2 separate regions of the Triticum aestivum genome follow, and region 2 is linked to region 1. A link is a contact called in public Hi-C data. All regions are on one chromosome and are shown on one strand. The core of a region is the stretch at or near the end of the contact, and the rest is flanking DNA. Distances in the headings are between cores, read along the strand shown.

Region 1 (6,525 bases), core at 2,056-4,555:
ATTCTCAGTGAGTAGTTTGTATACCCATTTACTCAAGAGAGCAATGTTTTTAATCTCAAGATCCGAATTCCAAGGCCCCCTTGACTTTTAGGTCAGCATAATATACTCCACCTAGCCTGCCGATATTTCTTGGATTCATTATCACACTGCCAAAAAAATCTGGATCTAAAATAATCGAGACGTTGTAGAACCCCTTTAGATAAGTGAAAGAATGACAACATGTATAGAACCATGTTGCTAAGGACGGAATTAATCAGAATCAACCGTCCCCCATACGACAAGAGTTTGGCCTTCCAGCTGGCTAGGCATTTCTCAAGTCTTTCTTCCACTTGCTTCCACCCAGCGATAGTTAAGCACCGATAGTGAATAGGAATACCTAGATACCTAATCGGAAACTGGGCGAGCTGACAGCCAAAAATCTCAGCATACTCAGATGCGGACTCTGCAGCATCGTCAAAGCAGAAAAGCTCGCTCTGCAATACTATGCACTGCAATATGATAATCGGTTTCAAAAATATGTAAAATACACTGCAAGTCCGCAGTATCGGAATAAATCATCTGACAGAAATGTCATTAGCAGAGGTACACTTGATTCCAACTTAAACAGCCAACAGATCTTATAGTAGTATAGAAACCCACATCTAGAACTGGTTACTATTGTACTGTATGTGGCACGCTTGTGTATATACATTTAGACGGCTAAATTGTTTGTTGCGACTGCTCCATAAGGCAATCTGAAATTATACACTCCGGCAGGAATTTAAACTGATCGGTCTCAACAAACCCAGATCGACTTGCCATCCATGGTCTCGCCTCATCCCCAGTCTTGTCTTGTCACTTGCCCTTAATTTCTCCTCTCCCTGTGGCTGATGACCCGCGACAACTGAGGGATGCAGCACCGCCCAGCTCTGCCTCCGCCGCGAGCCCCGGAGATGTCGCCGGCGCCATCGGCGCTTTCTTGCTTCTCCTTAAGGAGGTCACCGAGCTTCTTCGTCTGTGGGGCTGGCTTCAGGGGATCGGATTTGAGGATCGCCTCCAGCGTGGGCAGCTTTGTCCGAGGTTCAAATGCAGCAGCTGTGGCCTGGTTGCTTGCAGTTGTGCTGAATGTTCTCGCAGGTGTACCATCTGAGATACACAAATGTGGTTCAGAAAGCGAAAGTGCTGCCTTTCTGCTCCCGGCGAACAGTAAAAAAAAAAATCAAAAACATTCAAAAAAATTGAGAGAAACATTGGCAAAGTTTTAAATGCTTGAAAAAAATTCGTCATGGAATCACATTCCTGTAAGGCGTGGCAAAAAAAACAAATTCAGTGTTTCAAAATGCTTTTAAAAATAGTATTTCAGGTTTTTTTTTGCAACGCCTTCTAGGAATGTAATTACATGATGAATTTTTGCAAGCACTTAAAACGTTTATCAATGTTTCTCCCAAAAAAATATTTGGAATTTTTTAAAGTTTTTTCGGTTTTGTTTCGATTTTACTGTTCACCCAAGCTCATTTGAGCTCGGGTTCAAAAACTCTGCGTCCGAAAGCGAAAGTGCTTCTCGCAGCACCTGACGTCTTGAAAATTTCCTTTCTGGCTACGAGTTACGTGAGTTAGTTTTACATCGTTACCTCCATTTACACTGAAGAAATCGTCTTCACAGTCCGAGTCTAACCAAGGAGAGGCTTCGTAGAAAGCTTCATCTCTGCTGCTACCTGCATGGAAAATGATCGATAACTTAGTCGTGATGACAATTGGGTTCAAACACAATAATGACCATGATGAGAATAGCTCAACAACCACTAGACAACAATTATGCAGGAGTAGGACCCACGTTCCTCCTGCCGTTCATCATAAAGCAGAGGAAACGTGCATGCCCCTACTTTCTGACATGATTAAGAGATGCAGGGAATCAGCTCCAACATTCTGCGTAGAGAAATGCAAACAAAATATCTTGGTGCTTCCCTTTACTAGGGCAGCAAATCTTCCTGTGGAGAGCTACATATGCAAACAATCTTCATTATTCATTTGCTGTAATCTGATTATATGTTAGCCATAGTTTCGTAGGATAAGCCTTTTTTCTCCTGAACAGTACAGAAACTGACGCTTGCATATTGGGAAAGACAATTGCTTGAACTGAAGCTATCATCCAAGTAACCATCTAGTATTAGTGTTGCAGGCTATATCGCAACGCATGGATTCGATGACAAAATTTGCTAAAAACTAGAGAAAGAAATGCGTATATGATCTGCCATTGTTTTTCAGGAAATTCCACCATTTCTAAATTCCAAAAGCCAAAAATTGATGCATGACCACTTTGCAATAAGCAAAAAATTTGATAAAGAAAATTTATTGGCTCAAACGTCGCATTATGAGGCCGTACAACCACACAGAGTTGGTATCTGGACTCTGCATAATAGGATGCCACAGCCAAAAGGCAAACCAACTAAGGAAAAGCAACCGCCATGGTTCTACACGTACAGAAGATCAAGAAGACAACCTGGCCGATCTGGAGTATAAACCATCATCCATGCTGGGTAAAACCTACTCCCTCCGTCTCAAAATTCTTGTCTTAGATTTGTCTAAATACGGATGTATCTAACATTAAAACATAACTAGTTACATTCGTATTTAGACAAATTTAAGACAAAATTTTAGGACGGAGGGAGTACTTGGCTTCTCACTGCTCCTTTGAGCTCCCGCTTGATGAGAGTCAACAAAGGGAGACTATCCATGATCCACACCTACTACGAATGTCGAGACACACACAAGGCGAGAAGGAAAAGGAACACTACCATAGCCAGCGATTGTAGCCGATTCAGCCGGGAGGACGTTCTCAGGCGCCACTTGCCTGCTATTGGAGCCACCCCCGCTTCCACCATCAACATCTCCGGTAGATTGCAACGGGGCCGACGAGCCCTTCTTCGCCCTTGAACGCTTGCCCCTGCGGATCAACTTCATGCCCCCCCAGCTCCTGCTCCACTTTGCAAGGTCAAACAAACATGTAGCATGGGTATTCAGAGTTGACACGAGCTAGAGATCTGACGCAACGTGCAGAGTCAGCGGGAGATGATTTGTTTTAGGGGGGAAGCAGAGTGGACTGTGGCTTCCAGTGTGGACATCTAGAGGCAAAGCAGCATGATATACGGATCTGGCTTGGGGTTTGTGCAAGAGAAGAGATGGGCTCATAAAAAGGTTCATTGGTTGTGTCGTGTGTATGAGATACGCATATGGACCTGTTTGAGTGAGCAAAGCTGCTTGTTTTGGGCAAGAGATGGGAATGTGAGGAGTGATGGTGGTTGGAAGGTTGCTCCAATGCTAACCCTGCCGTTCTGAGAAATATGCAACCACTTTATGATCCGCTGCAGGAATGGTGGGGTTAACTGAACTTATTTTTATTACTCCCTCCGTCTAGGTGTGTAAGTCATCTTACGAAAACCAAATATTCCCAAAACACTTAGGCGCGGTACATTAACTCTCATCTCGTTTCTTGTTTCGTGACATATCAACCAATAAGAGATGTGAGCCATGAATGCTTTAAATGACTTGAGACAACAAACACGACATGCAGTGGTCAGTTCATTGCATGCAATGTTATTAATTAGCAAAAAACATTAAGTTCTCTCATTTTCCCCTCCACTTTGGTCGCAGTGCGCAGCCTAAGATGACTTACACACCTAGACGGAGGGAGTAAAATTTATGATATGAAAATGTGCGCAGAAGATTTACGGTTGGTGAACAGAACTTCCTAGTTTGGTCAGCGGCTTTACTTTTTTTGTTGGTAGCTTACCAAGCCGGCCACTTGGTGGCTTTATTGTTGGTTGTGTGCATCAAGTAACGCAGAGGGCAGGGTTACCCCCCCCCCCCCGGCACACACACAAAAGATTGGCCGCGTTATACAAAGACTTCTTCGGGTGGAGATATACCCCCCTTAAAAGAGATTACGAATCTCAAAGATGAAGAAAAATGTATTTTGTTGCTTTAGCATTCGGAGATGGATGATAATCCCCACGCATAGGAAAAAAATGAATTCTTGATTGATCTAATGAGAGAGAAACTAGTACGGCGTACGGTGGCGGAAGGGACCGTAATGGTTGGCCACTTGCGAAATGCAGCAATGTCATACTCGCTCACCATAGTGAGAAGGGGTGATGTGATTGAGCTCAACGACGAACTGCCATGGCAGGGTGGGTCATGTTCTTGTCGTGTGATTGCAACAGCCGAGTATTCTCATTCGTGGCGGAACACCGGCCAGGGGCTGCCTTGGTTTTCGACCGTCGACCTATTGAGGCCACGATCTCGGCCATCGAGAACCTCCCATTCTTGGTTAAGGAGTTGGTTGGGCTGTCATGGACATGAAGCACTCCTATGCTCCCGGGCCAGATGGGTTAATTGTCTACTTATGGAAATTCTAGGACCATATCAAGGTAGTGATCATGCCGATGTTCCAGGAATTGTACACTGGCACGCTTGATATGTCCCGCCTAAACTTCGATGTGATAACCCTGATCCCCAAGATGATGGGGGGTGGCCACGGGTATCAAGCACATTAGGTCGATGGTAGTGATCAATGCGATCCACTGAATCTTTGCGAAGGTGTGTGCGATTAGGCTTGTCTCGTTGGCTAATAGACTCAGACAACCTAACCGGTTTGCCTTTATTAAGGGGCAATCCTCGACGAGATTCTTATACTCCATGAGGTTATCCACGAGGTTAAGGCCCAATGGCAAAGGGGCGTCCACCTCATGCTAGATTTCCAGAAGGCGTATGATAGCTTGGATTCCTCCTTCCCCCACTAGGTTTCTGAATAGAGGGGATTTTTGATTGCTAGATTTGCTAGGCCATGTAGATCATCACTAGTGGTTGCACGGTTGTCAACATTAATGTGGAAGTTGTAGGATCGCAAGTATGTCTAGAGGGGGCTGATTAGACTACTTGACAAATAAAAACTTAACATTTTCCTAATTTTAGTTATAAGCAAGTTTTAGCAAATCTAACAAGTCTTGTCACACCCTACACATGCAAGTCTAAGATAGTAGGCCGCGAAAAGTAAAGACTTTGCATAGAAACGTAAAGGAGGGTTTGGAGAAGATCAAACGCAATGAAGACACAGTGATTTTTCTCGTGGTTCTGATAGGTGGTGATATCATACATCTACGTTGATAGAGACTTCAACCCACGGATGGTAATGACTGCACGAGTCCACGGGCTCCATCCACGAAGGGTCCACGAAGAATCAACCTTGTCTATGCCATCATGGCTGACGCCCATGAAGGACTAACCTCACTCAGGGTAAATCTTCACGAAGTAGGCAATCTCCCTGCGGTTACAAACCTTGGTTGAACTCGACATCTTGGAGGCTCCCAAGTGACACCTAACCAATCTAGGAGACACCACTCTCCAAAAGGTAATAGATGTTGTTGATAATGAACTCCTCACTCTTCTTCTTCAAAAGATAGTCTCCTCAACATGCAATCAGTCTCTCACAGATTTGGCTACGTGGTAGGAGAAGGATTGGAGTGAAAAGCAACTTGAGGGGGCTAGAAATCAAGGATCAAAGGTTGGAGCCCCTGATTTCAACACAAGTGCAGATGGTTCCCTCTCAGAAAATGAATATGGGAAGTGGTAGTTTCGTCCTGGTTGCTCTTTGAGACTTGATGGAATGGGTGGGGGTATATATAGGCAACACCAAAAATACAACCGTTACACACCTTTATGCACTACTCGGTGGGACTGGGTGAAAACACTCGGTGAGAGCGACTAGTACACAAGGTATGAACTTTAGGCTTTTTGGTGAGACCGGATGGAACAGCTCGGTGGGACCGAATGGTGATGACCTAATCACTTTCCACACTTCGGTGAGACCGACCGAAACCACTCGAAATTTCTGACATGAAATCGATAAGCAATAGAAGGTCGACAAGTGCTCTTCGGTGAGAGCGAAGGGTCATCTCGGTGGGATCGAGTTGCTGGGGTTTAGGTAGTGGCTATGTCAAGTGTTTCTCGGTGGGTCCGACTAGATGTGTTTCGGTGGGACCGAGATAGGCTCTAGGGATTTGGACATAGAAGGAAGGGAGAGTGTGGAGGGTTTTGGTGCAATAACTATAAGCACTTGAGCAAATAGATCATGATCAAAACATCATCCCCTTATAATAGTATTGGCTTTCCTGTGGACTAAATGTGATCTTGGATCACTCAACCAAAAATGTAGAGTCTTGAAGCTTTGCCATTGTTTTCCTTTGCATTTTTAGGGGTCCATATTCACGTCTCGTCACCATACCTAGATTGAACTTTCCTCAAAGATTCCCTGTGTAGGCATTAGTTAAATGATGAATATGTTGTTATGAATTACCAAAACCACCTGGGGATTAGTTGCACTTTCAATCTCCCCCTTTCTGGTAATTGATGACAACATATAGATCAAATCTTTGACATAAGATATAATCATTGCATAACATCGTCGCTTTGAGAAGTATGTGATAAGCAAGAGCTCCCCCTAATTTGTGCATTATTAATTTTTTTTTGCATTTGAATACAAATGCATAA
Region 2 (6,985 bases), core at 2,974-5,473, 170 kb before region 1:
TTCCATACTGTCCTTTGCTCAGATGGCCACATATGATATTCTTCGCTTGAGAATCGAGTTGTTTGAATCTCTTCACATCAGCAACATTCAGAGAAGGTGTGACTGAGGAACACCATTTTCCACAACATACCAGAGAACGTTATCAATTGCCTCAAGATGCATTCGCATCTTATTCTTCCGGTAGGGGTAGTCCGTCCCATCGAAGGTAGGACACCCAGCAGAGACCTTGATCATACCTGCGGTTGACATAACTAAAACTTCAGGCGGTTAAACCAAAATCACACAGAACAAGGGAGTACCTTGCTCTGATACCAATTGAAAGTGCGTTATATTGACTAGAGGGGGGTGAATAGGCGATTTTTATGAATTCTTCGCTGAGGAATTTGCCGGTGAGGAAATTCCTTAGCAAAGAACTACTTGCAGCGGAATAAGTACTCAAAAGTAAACATAACAGAATACAAGCATGGTCATCATGATGAAATGAAGACAAGCACAGAGTACAAAAAGCGTGAACACAGGATAACACAGGATGAAGACAAACAGACTGAAGAAATTGAACTGAGGAAATTGAGAAAGTCTTCAGTCAAAGTCTTCAAACACAGATATGACAAACACACAACACAGTAATGAGGAAATGAAAGAGTTGAGGAAATAGAACCAGTACGCTTGGTGAAGACAATGATTTGGTAGACCAGTTCCAACTGCTGTCTCAGTTGTACATCTGGTTGGAGCGGCTAGGTATTTAAACCTGAGGACACACAGTCCTCACCGTATTCTCCTTGAGCTAAGGTCACACAGACCTCGCCCAATCACTCGTGGTAAGTCTTCGGGTGACTTCCGAACCTTCACAAACTCGGTCACTCGGCGATCCACAATTCCTCTTGGATGCTCTAGACCATGACGCCTAACCGTCTGGAAGAAGCACAGTCTTCAAAGGTAACAACCGTCGGATCCACACAGGATCAATCTCTTCAATGATGCTCAATCACTTTGGGTTTGTAACCAGCTAGTGGTTGTAGGGGGCGGCTATTAATAGCCTAGGGAGCAGCCCGATATGATAAGACATAAATGCCCTTCAATGATATGACCGTTAGGTGGATAAGATATTTTAGGACAGCTGGCGCGTAGCACAGCAACGGTCGGATTTGAGTATCAAATTCCTCAGGGCTATCATGTTCCTCACTATGTAGGCAATCCGCACTGGCGAATTCCTAACTCCTCAGTCAGAACAAATTCCTCAGCGACCAGAAGAACTTCGTCTCTGTCACTGAAGAAATTGACTGAACTGTATGAGATTTCCAATGGCTTCACTCGAAGGGATTGGTAGGTGTAGGATTTTGAGTTGAGCATCACATGGAAATTTTTCCTTAGTATTTCCTCGACCCCTTTAACAGTACGGTGTTTCCTATGACTCAAGAAAGAGAAAATGAAACTACGAAAACAAGTCTTCATGCTTCATGTTCCTCGAATGAATACCAAGTCTTTAAGGTCACACCAATTTCTTCACTCTCAAAGTCTTTAGAAAGTCTTCAGAAGTCCAAAGTCTTCAGTCGAAGAACTTCAATTTTAGGGGTCGACTTTCTCTATAAATATGAAACTCCTCATAGACTTATAGACCCGTGTACACTCATAAACACATTAGTCCCTTAACCTATAAGTCTTCAATACACCAAAATCACTAAGGGGCACTAGATGCACTTACAAGACCAGACCCGCAAAGCCGACCCGTAAAAGAGCATATTCCGCGAATATCCTTTTTTACGAGTTCGTTTTGCGTGATCTGCCTCTGCGGCCATCCGTGCCGGCCTGCAAAACCATTTTCCACGAACTGCAAACGGATAAACACGCATAAAGAAAATGGAGCGCGTCGGGGATTCGAGCCGTGGTATCCTGGTTTAGGGCAACTGCGTCAAGCCACCGGGCTAGCTTCTGGTTAGTGATACTATTAGTGCGAACTGCACTTATAGAGAAATAGAGTCGGCTTTTCTCCATTTTTTGTTTTCTTTTTCTTTTTTCTTCTCCGGGTTTTTTCATTTATTTTTTCAGTTTTTTCATTTTCTTTTACCTTTGGTTTATTTTGTTTCTTTGTTTATCATTCTAAATTGTTATATACTTGATTAATATTTTTTTTTCAAATACTTGTTCAACATTTTTCAAGTACTTATTCGTGAACCAGCGTGTGGTTGGATGGTTAGAGGGACTGTGGTATCCCCAACTCACCAGGGTTCAAGTCTTGGTGCTCGCATTTATTCCTGGATTTATTTCAGGATTTCCGGTGATGCGCATTCTGTGGGAGGAGACGTTCTCATCGACGACGAGGCGCCTTCAACATTTTTTAAATACATGATCAACATTATTATATACATGATCAACAATTTTTAAAATACTTGTTGAACATTTTTCAAATACTCTTTTAGTATTTTTCATATACTCGTTAACACTTTTTAATACTTATTCAACATTTTTTAAATATTTGTTCAACATTTTATGAATGCTTGATCAACATTTTTCGAATGCGTCATTCACATTTTTTGAATACTTGTTCAACATTGTTTTTAAATACTTGTTCAACATTTTCCGAATGCGTCATTAACATTTTTCAAATACTTGCTCAACATCTTTTTCAGATACTTGTTCAACATATATTGAATGCATGATAACATTTTTCAAATACTTATTCACATTTTCAAAATGTTTTTTAAGAGTTTTTCAACATTTTCCAAATGTTTTTAGAGTTTTTTAATATATATTCAAAATATTTTGAAGTATAAACAAAAATTACAAACATAAAAAAACAAAAACAGAAGGCCGTGCCTAAGGGCATATAAGTCGAAGTAGATTCTTCTTTTCTCTCAAAAAAATCACTTCCCAAACTGTACAAGCTTCTTCCAAAGCATACGACTTTCTAGATGTATATGACGATCTCTAGACAGACGGATTTTATGTGAATCATATGATGAACTACCACATAAGTGGATATATAGGAAAGGAATCGAAATCTGCCGAATCGCTCATTAAAAAAAGAAAAGAAAAACAGGCTGTGGCCTCGCTCGCGCGAGGGCCGGCCCATATTGCTCGCCCCCTTCAGCGAGTCGGGAGTTACACTCGCTGAAGGCGAGGAATAGGGGCGCCCTGCTTAGGGGGTGGGTGGGTCGTGTCCCTATTTATCGCCGTGCGCGCACCCTCTTTCTCATTTTCTGTCTTTGTTTATTCTTGTTTCAAAAGGTTGCAAAATCCCCATAAAATGTTTGAGAAATCATAAAATGTTCATGGATTTTTTTCCACATATTTATAAAATTTTCATGAGTTTAAATAAAAATGTTCATGGATTCGAAATATGTCCAAGAATTTTATTAAAAAAAATGTTTGCATGCTAAAAAGTGTTCACAATTTTATAAAGAAAGGTGTTCCCCAAAACAAAAAATGTCCGCAAGTTTAGAAAATTTTCGTGAATAAAAAAATTATGATTGTTTAAAACATGTTCGCAAAACCCAAAAACTGTTTTTGAATTTCAAAAAATCCATCAATTTAAATTTTTTAATTGATTCAAATGTTCATGAATTTGAAAATTGTTCACGATCACGAAATGAAACATGTTCATGATTTCGAAAACATTTCCACTATTTATGTGCAATTTTTTTAAAATTGTTCCGAAAATGAAAAAATAAAAAGGGAAAATGAAAGAAATAATGAAAAAAAGAACTGGTTGAGGAAGGTTCTATAACCTTCCAAAAACCGGAACAAGCTATATGGGGCCGGCCCTACCTGACGTAGCGTTGAAGGGGGGGGGGGGATGGGTGGGTGCTCGCGAGTCGCTAACCAGCAACCCACATGTCAAATAGAATCGACACGCTTAAGGCGCCAAATAAGCCCCAGTTGACAGCAACTGGTTGAGGGGTAGCCCTTGCGTGAGCCCAAAAAGCGTCACCTGGGTTGGGCTGAGAGCATACCACTTGATGCGCTCTCAGCCACCGCCATGTGTCACACTGGGCGCTCCCTTGGATTATTTTCCGTACATGTTTTCTGGTTTGAGAGAATTCCTTATTTGGCCCTTTATTAAAATCTGGTTCCTTTTTTGGCCCTAAAAATTTTATTTTTCCTTTTTTGACACAACAACTTCATTTTCTTCCTTCCTTGACATTTCCGTTAGTTTTTGCTGTTAACACCATCAACCGCGACTTGAAATGTCATTTTTGCCCCTGTTGTAGGACGCTGAAAGAAAAAACAGAAAAACAAAATCCTGCACACCGAACCGTCGCGAGCCCTTCTTCTCCCGATTCCCCTTCTGCTCGATCCCTAAGAGACTCGATCCCTAACCCTACACAGCGGCGGCGCGAGGCTGGAAGAGCGGATGGAGGAGGGCGTGGCCGACGCTGCTACGGGTGGAGGGATGGACGGAGAGGTGGAGGAAGGCCACGGCGCTGCACCGGCCTCGTCCTCGGGCGACCATGGCGGGCAGGCGAAGGGCGGCCATGGCGGGATGAAGCAAGACGGTCAAGGCGCGGCGCCGGAGGGCGGCCATGGCGGGGAGGTGGAGGACAGGCAAGGTGCGGCGTCGGAGGGCGGCCATGGCGGGGAGGTGGAGGGCGGTCAAGGTGCGACGGCCACAGATGCAAGTACTCCGGCATGGCTAGAAGGGTAAGTGCCTCTCTTCTCTAGATTTGAGTATTTGCTTCACCTCTATTCATATAAAACAGTGTACTTAGAGATGGATTGAAGACTCATCAGTGTACTTAGAGATGGGTATTTTGCTTTCACAGGATGGATCCAAACTCAACTTCTTTACTGAAAATCAAATTGCTTGGCAACCCCCAAAAAGCTAGGAAGGATATCAAATGCTTTTGTCATGATAAGGTTATTGATTCCGACTGACATTGCTGGTAGGCCATGGATTCTTCATGTTTCCACACTGCTAAAAGCCACAGCGGGTAGGCCTAAAACTGAGAGGTATAAAGGTTGCGGTGAGAAAAAAAGAAAAAGCGGCCAACACTTATGCCCTATTTGTAAGGACTATGGGCATCATTGGCACAAATTCAAGAAGGGTAACCCAGATGACATTGCTGCTATTTTAGCTGTGAGGTAATAAATTTAATTGCATAACTTGCTTCACATGCATTCTTTTTTGTAAAAACCGTACATGTTAACTACTTTTTTGTTTCGTGTAGAGGACCACCAAAGAAGAGGACAAAGACCACCAAATCAGCTCAATCATCAATTGTGCCTTGTGAGGATGATGCTCCATCAGCCATATGTTTTCCGCCAAGGTTAGCAATTTTAAACTCATGCTCATAATTAAATGAAAGCTTGATTTTGTATTCTAATCACATTCTTGTCACAATAGCCAAATCTTGGAGAAACAAATAAGGAAAAAGGGAAAGGTGGTAAATCTTGGACCAGGAGGAGCAAAAAGGTAGCCTATGGTAGTTACGAAATTTAGTTCTAGTGTTATGTTATGCATTGTTCTATTTTTAACCTGGGCTACTATATGTGATGTATGTGTATGTCTAGATCAAGAACGCAACCCATTTGTGGTGAACATGATGTCGCCAACAAGAAAACACATGTTGCTGTGAACACACGAAGCAAACGAAGACTTAGTTTGTGATTCTGATGTGATTACTTTCCGTATCATGTTTCATTTGGAAACTTTTGAGCTGTTTATATGACCTGGGCACTTCTACGTACTATATGTAACCTTTTGTGGACCTGGACTATTGCATGTCACATTTATGTGTGTGGAGGACCAAATATATGGATTGTTTGCATATATGTGTACCTGGGCCAAGTATGTGTGATTCTTTTGTTCGCATATATGTGAAGCTGCTCCAAATATGTGATAATTTGTGCATATGTGAATTGTATAGGGGATATGGCATCAAAATACAAGGGTGGCTTTATCCAAATTTTCAATTTAAATTGAAGATGTGATTTGAATAAAAAATTGTTACGTGGATATGCTAAATAGCAGATTTTGTTTCATTCGGTAATATATTCCAGTTCATATTGCCATTGCTTTTGACTTCCAGTTCACAATTTTGGTCACAAAATACATCAGGGGTAAAATGGACTTTTCATGTCGTATTTAACGGTGTTAGTTGTCAAAACTAACGGAAATGTCACAAAGGGAACAAAATGAAGTTTGAGTGTCAAAAAAGGAAGATTTTTCTTTCTAGGGCCAAAAAGGGAACCAAATTTTAAGAGAGGGCCAAATAAGGAATTCTCTCTTCTGGTTTTGGATAGTTTTTTTGGTTTTTGCCCGATTTCCCCAAGGTGTTTTAGATAAAAAGATATATATTTTTTTGCGTGAAAAAACGCATAATTTTTTCGTAAGAGCAACATGTTTGCTTCTTGTGGTGGCACATGTTTGCTTCCAGGAGAGCCACAATGGTGGCTCTTGAAAAGAAATGGAAAATATTTTTTCTTCTGCGAGACGCACATATTTGCTTCTTATGGAGGCACAGGATTGCTTCGCGATGCCTCTCGAAAAAGGATAAAAAAATACATTTTTTCTTCTACGTGAGGCATATATTTGCTTCTCACGGAGGCATATGTTTTTCGCGAAAGGCACAACTCTGCGTCTCAAAAATAGAAAAAGGATGTGTCTAGGGCACATCTAGATGTACTTTAGTTATTGCACATCTAAGTGAGTGAATCAAGCATAAAGGGGAAAAGAAAAAGGAAATAGAATATCCACACAGATCAGTGAAATAAGATTTAGATGTGCAATACTTATGGCACATCTAGACGTGTTTAGGAAAACTGATAGAAAAAACATGATTTTTTCTTCTTTTGCCAGAGGCTCATATTTGCTCCCGTGAGAGGCACAACCGTGCCTCAAAAAAGAGAAAACACATTTTTTTCCCGCGAGTGACACATATTTGCTTCGCATGGAGGCGCATATTTGTTTTCGCGAGGAAAAGGGAAAAATGTGAATAAACCATGCTTTTGGCTAGGTTTTTTTCCTGGTTTTTTTTTGTAAAAAATC

Evidence for each region. Hi-C and Micro-C count contacts between places; a contact is called where the count stands out from the background.
Region 2: a contact with region 1 is called in a Hi-C map of an unstated tissue, with 5 times the contacts expected there. The contact joins the promoter of LOC123165609 here to the promoter of LOC123170333 in region 1. A contact is called at or near these places in 5 of 5 Hi-C or Micro-C datasets (leaf, root and an unstated tissue) and 1 of 1 datasets of contacts at active chromatin or transcription factors (leaf).

The regions. Positions count from the first base shown.
Region 1 is chr7D:464,129,516-464,136,040 of IWGSC CS RefSeq v2.1, reverse strand. LOC123170333 reads right to left here and starts at 3,305. Exons shown (of 3, transcript XM_044588181.1): 1 at 2,775-3,305; 2 at 1,611-1,694; 3 at 525-1,125. The coding sequence starts at 2,940. The coding sequence ends at 845.
Region 2 is chr7D:464,300,455-464,307,439 of IWGSC CS RefSeq v2.1, reverse strand. It overlaps LOC123165609, which reads left to right and starts at 4,223. Exons shown (of 5, transcript XM_044583294.1): 1 at 4,223-4,638; 2 at 4,885-5,079; 3 at 5,166-5,264; 4 at 5,342-5,410; 5 at 5,509-5,802. The coding sequence starts at 4,352. The coding sequence ends at 5,605.